Linked DNA regions of Mus musculus: region 1 is linked to region 2. Evidence: chromatin contacts called from public Hi-C data. All regions are on one chromosome and are shown on one strand. The core of a region is the stretch at or near the end of the contact, and the rest is flanking DNA. Distances in the headings are between cores, read along the strand shown. Region 1 overlaps Nfia (nuclear factor I/A). Region 2 overlaps Nfia (nuclear factor I/A).

Region 1 (2,700 bases), core at 34-2,533, 310 kb before region 2:
CCTCCCCTCCTCTCCCCTCTTCTCCCCTCCTCTCCCCTCCTCTCCCCTCCCCTCCCCTCTCCTCCCCTCCCCTCCTCTTTCTTTCTCTTTCTCTCTCTCTCTCTCTCTCTCTCTCTTTCTCTCTTTCTCTCTTTCTCTCTTTTTTTCTTTCCGAGACAGGGTTTCTCTGTATAGACCTGGCTGTCCTGGAACTCACTTCATAGACAAGGCTGGCCTTGAACTCAGAAATCCACCTGCCTCTGCCTCCCAAGTGCTGGGATTAAAGGCATTCGCCACCACTGCCCGGCCAGGTGCAAATCCTTTCAATGGCATATATTTAAAATTCTTTTCTTAGAAAAGATACATAATAAAATAAGATGGCACCTTATGAAGCACCATTGTGTTCATGGGGAAATGAAACCACTGTAGTTCTCGTTCATGTTTCTGTCTACTCAATGTGCCCTTGGAGCTTTCTGCCAGCTGTGGAGCCAGTCTTATGTCCCTTTCAGAAACATTCTTTGTCAACACAGAGAGTTCGCTTAACAAAATGAGCAACTATAGACCAATCTCAAAACTCAAGTGAGGCTAAAAATTGTATGACTTTTTTTTTTTTTTTTTGCCAACTTTCTTCTAAGTATTCTGAAGAATTCAGTATTTTCATCAGAAAACCTACCAGCTTCGAGGCTGTGAGTTCTGCATTGAAAACATCACCAGGGTTTGAGTCAGTCGGAACTGATTCCGGAGGTGAGGGCTAAAGCTCACTCTTGTCGGGGAGATTCAATTAGGGGAAAGTCGGGACTCCTTTGATCCCAGGGATAAATAGCTAAGTGATAGCTCCATGGAGGCATGGTGTAAAATTTCCTGGTCACACAAGGTACCTTTGATTTCCAAAGGCGCTTATAACAAAACAAAACAAAACAAAAACTCCTAGCTCAAACCACAAAACTACTCATCCTGTAGACTTTTACTCTCTGACCATGCGCTTCGGAGAACCCAATAAAGCTGCTTATATCTGGAAAAGAAATCACCCTGGCAAGTATGCATGGCCTAAATCTAAGTGGACAAAAGAAAGATCAGTAAGAAGGAAAGGGGAGGGAAGCAGACCGCAAACCGTGTCTGCGTTAAGTTTCTCCTGATCTCTGACGCAGATCCACTTTCCATATCTGCTCTTATACAGAACAGTCTCAAACTGAGTGGTAAGTGCTGTTCCCAATCTGTTTGCATGCTTTCTAAGGCAGTTGTGAAATTCTGGACTTCTTCAGTGTGGCAGTCCTGAAGCAAAGGCCTGGGACCTGGCGAGTCACCAGGGGGAGCAGTTTTCCGTCCCGTAGTTTCTGCATTCAGGACATTACAAAAATCAGCAGTGCCCTGTACATACTTCTGCTAAAAAGCAAAGCAAAGCAAAGCAAAGCAAAGCAAAGCAAAGCAAAGCAAAGCAAAGCAAAGCAAAGCAAAGCAAAGCAAAGCAAAGCAAAGCAAAGCAAAGCAAAGCAAAGCAAAGCAAAGCAAAGAAAAAAAAAGTTTCTTCACACATCTTACTATTCAGTGTGTGCCTCGCCCACAAGGTTACCCCAGAGCAGCTCTGTAACCCTTCACTGAAATAGGCTTTATTGATTGCTCTGGGCTATTGTTCTCTTTTCAAGTCCCCCAAGTTCAAGTTCATCCTGGTGTTACATCATGTCTGGTTGCTCTTAGCAACCAGACAGACCCAGACGTGACTATCATTAGCAAGAAACCCGCCACTCTCCTCCCACCAACCTTCCAGTGGCTCTGACGTAGCAGGCCCACTGCAAACACACTGAAGTATTTATTCTGCCTAATTTATGACCTACCCAGCAAGCTAGACCCCCGCTCCAAAAACCAACACTGTTGTATATTTAATTAATCTGTCTTTCTTTGGCATTTGAGAAAGTTAGACAAAGGACTAATTATTGTGTTTCGCTCTCCACACTTTTCTTTTGGGGGGTGAATATTTGCCTGGGAAAGAAAACGATGAGGCCCCGCATTGGCCCCTCCCCTTTTTCTTTCTGCCCTTTTGACATTTCATGAAATACTTTAGCTGCTTAAGGGAGTTAGAAAAAAAAAAAAAAAAGAAAGAAAGAAAGAAAAAAAAACCGCACTGTGAATGTTACTCCTTCTGAGTTGGTATTCAGTAACACAAATCAACTCACGACATGTTTAAATTTAAATGCTAACCACACGCTCTCAGAGTTACTTTAAAGGTTAGTTTTTAATCAATAGAAGTTGCTGACTCTGGGTTTTTGAGCTGCACACTGCAACTCCCGGGCTTTTGTCTAATGTTAAAGCTTGGGAACTTTTTTTTCCTTGAGATGATTTTAGCAATGATTTGCAGATACTGGGGCTATTGTGCTCCTACCAGCAACATGTCAATAGAGGAGCTGAGCTGCCCTGTGGTGGGCTGTCAATATGACTCCTAAGGCAGGGGTTGGGGGTCTTTAATAACCCGTGAAAAAACCTTAATTAACCCTTTCAGGTCCAAACCAAAACCTATTCTCCCACTTTTCACTCCTGTAATTTGACCATTAGTACTTATTTCAACATCTCACTAATCTTCATGACAATTAACCCAGCTACTTGACCAAGGGCTTCCAGAATGGGAAGTCAGTTAGGGGGAACCACACACGAACTTCTCTCTCTCTCTCTCTCTCTTTCTTTCTCTCTTTCTTTCTTTCTTTCTTTCTTTCTGTTTTTTTGAATGAG
Region 2 (2,700 bases), core at 127-2,626:
TTTATGCTCTTCTTTTGTTACCTCATATATGAGACCTGGAACCTTTCTCCTATTTCTGACCACTGTCTACACATGCTCCTATAGACCCTCCAGCCACCCCATTACCACACTGGTCACAGCAGCCCTGGGTGCTCTCTATGCAAACGCAATGCAACCTGCACCTGCCATCTTTTATCGGAAAGGAAAGGCAAAGCAGATCCAGACCCCTGGCAACCTCAGACCCTCATCAGTGTGCAAGTCCTGCCATTGCTGACTTTCAGAGAGGGAGCAGAATTCGGATTGTAGGAAGCGGCACCACTGAAATCTGGCTGTGTGTTAGGGACCTCCACCAACTGCCAAATGAATTCCCCACAGCTTGCTCTCCAAGGCTTCCCTTCCTTTCTGTTTTCCACTCTAGTTCTCCCGGTGTTTTGTTTTTCTGTAACTCTATTTGTTTCACACTTCATCATTACAAGGAAGATGTCAGAGAGGGGGGGGGAGGAAGTCTGTCTGTCTGTCTATGTCTCACTGTTCAGTGGCTTGCTCTAGAGAAAACATCATAGCGGTCAGCTTCTAAGAAACAGAAAGCTTGGGCCCTCTTTCGGAACATTTACACAGACATTTCTGACACAAAAGATTCTTGAACACATAATAGAAATACAGTCAAATGTTACAAATCTCAATGTGCAGCATTTATTTTATTTTTAAAAAAAAAACAACACAGGGGCCAGTGAGACAGCTCCGTTCCTAATGGTGCTAAGCAGGCAAACCAGGGGAGCGGAGCTCCTCGCCTGGAACCCACATAAAGGTGGAAAGAGCAAAGTGATTCCACAAAGTTTTTTTCTCTCTCTCCCTCTCTCTCCCTCCCTCTCTCTCTCTTCCCCCTCTATCTCTCCTTCTCTCTCTCCCTCTCTCTCTTTCTCTTCCCCTCTCTCTACTTCTCTCTCTCCCTCTCCCTCCCTTTCTCTCTCCTTCTCGCGCGCTCTCTCTCTCCACACACACACATGCACATATACACACACACACATACACACACACAGGTATATACACAAACATACCATAGCATGCACCCTCCCCCTACATCCCCATCATGCAAACATAGACATGTACACACAATTTTTTTTTAAAAATTAAAACAACTGGTTCTACAAATGTTTAAAGACTCCACACAGTCTATTAATTAGGAAGACCCTAGTGTAAAATTATCAAAATATTTGAAATCTTAATATCTGAAGAAATTATACCTAAGAAAGTTGTTGCATGGTATGTTCTTCTATCTTGGGAACCTAGTACCATGCAGAGACCGTAAGAACTGATGTTTGATGACTCAATGGCCAGCGCCATGGTAAAATCTGTCAAGAGAGGCAGCCAAACTGACCTCACTAGCCAGTATCAGCCAGAGCATCCCTGGGATGCAGCTGCTGTGTGACTCATACAGAATCTTCCATCACACAGCTTCTGGGAAGCAAGAGCTTCGGTTTTCTGCCTATGAAATAAAGGCCCAGGCCTCCGAACTTTCTTCAAGGTAAGAAAACAAAATTAATACAAACACAGACAACATTCTGGGTGGTTTCTTACTACATTTTTAAGCTTTTAAATAAACAATGGATTTCAAGATTATCTTGAGAGTCCTGGAGAACATTTCTTGTTTTTGTTTGTTTGTTTGTTTGTTTGTACTACGATAAATTCAGAAGCAGAGCTTAGAACTTGATGTGTTGTCGATATCTCTGAGATAAAAAGAAGATCCAGAAGAGCAATCGACTAACCATCATACCGGGGCCTAGTTCCTCAACCTGCTTCCTACTATATACAGGCACTTATAAGAACTCTTCAACTCAGATGTTAAGGTTAAGTGGAGCGCCAGTAAGATAATACATATGAAAATACTAGGTAGATACCGCATCTAAGGAACACAAGCATGGGATCTGAGAGACTTGGCTTAAATGCCGGCTCTCTTCTTTCCTAATCATCAGACTTGAGTGTGTTCTGTCCCTGTTGCCTGACAAGGGCAGTCACAGTCTCCTGAGCACATCTATCCTCCAACAAACACACAACAAGAACAACTCACCCAGACTGGAAGTCAGAAACGAAACAAAGTAAAGACAAACAAGTTCATGTAAAAATCAAAGAAACCCGTATCCACGATGGCTGAAACTTCACCACGCCATGGTACCCAAATACACAAACCTCTCTGGCTGTCCCGTGTTTTGAGTCTGTAAAGGAAGGCTCTACAGCAAAACAAGAGAAAGCCTGTGAGCTCGCCTGTAAACTAAGGGACCGCGTAAGAGCGCCCAGGTGGAGTCATCCGGCCCTCTACCCTCTGCCTGCCCCACAAGTCAGCTGGCTAAGGACCTGCGGTACTCCCTTGTCACTCTGTACCCAGTCACCTCCCAAGCACAACTGGAAATGAAGCCAAAGCTAGGCACAGCCAGTCTCCACAGAGAAAAACTCAAAATGTCTCCCTTTGAAGAATCACAAAGCTTTTGTTTGAAACCTCTGACCTTTCTAGAGAAATCAGTCACAGTAGTTTAAAAATGTAGGTGGCATAAGGACAAAGCATGCCATTTATCCACTTTGGGTGGTTTTCGTCTTTTCTGTGAGACACACATCTTTAGAACAATTATGTCTTTCACTGTAACATTTCAGCCAAAAAAATTTCTCACAAAAAACATATGTGTGTATATATATTATATATAACCTTACACATAATATGTATTCTGA

Evidence for each region. A called contact is a pair of places that touch in the nucleus more often than the background predicts.
Region 1: a contact with region 2 is called in a Hi-C map of cerebellum, with 3 times the contacts expected there. The contact joins two enhancer-like sites. A contact is called at or near these places in 13 of 484 Hi-C or Micro-C datasets (the HL-1 cell line, beige adipocytes, cardiomyocytes and 10 more), 15 of 115 datasets of contacts at active chromatin or transcription factors (cardiomyocytes, craniofacial prominence, differentiating embryonic stem cells and 12 more) and 3 of 9 other capture datasets (adipose tissue, embryonic stem cells and liver).

The regions. Positions count from the first base shown.
Region 1 is chr4:98,107,799-98,110,498 of GRCm38.p6, reverse strand. The region is part of intron 10 of Nfia (nuclear factor I/A); the gene reads right to left. Among named protein-coding and RNA genes, the nearest start is that of Gm34784, 17 kb to the left of the region's middle. Within about 2 kb of position 1,283, at least 126 of the 459 cell types and tissues checked have an H3K27ac peak or open chromatin away from gene starts, as enhancers often do. A contact at or near this core is called in cerebellum, where this site is marked.
Region 2 is chr4:97,793,722-97,796,421 of GRCm38.p6, reverse strand. The region is part of intron 2 of Nfia (nuclear factor I/A); the gene reads right to left. Among named protein-coding and RNA genes, the nearest start is that of Nfia, 17 kb to the right of the region's middle. Within about 2 kb of position 1,376, at least 43 of the 459 cell types and tissues checked have an H3K27ac peak or open chromatin away from gene starts, as enhancers often do. A contact at or near this core is called in cerebellum, where this site is marked.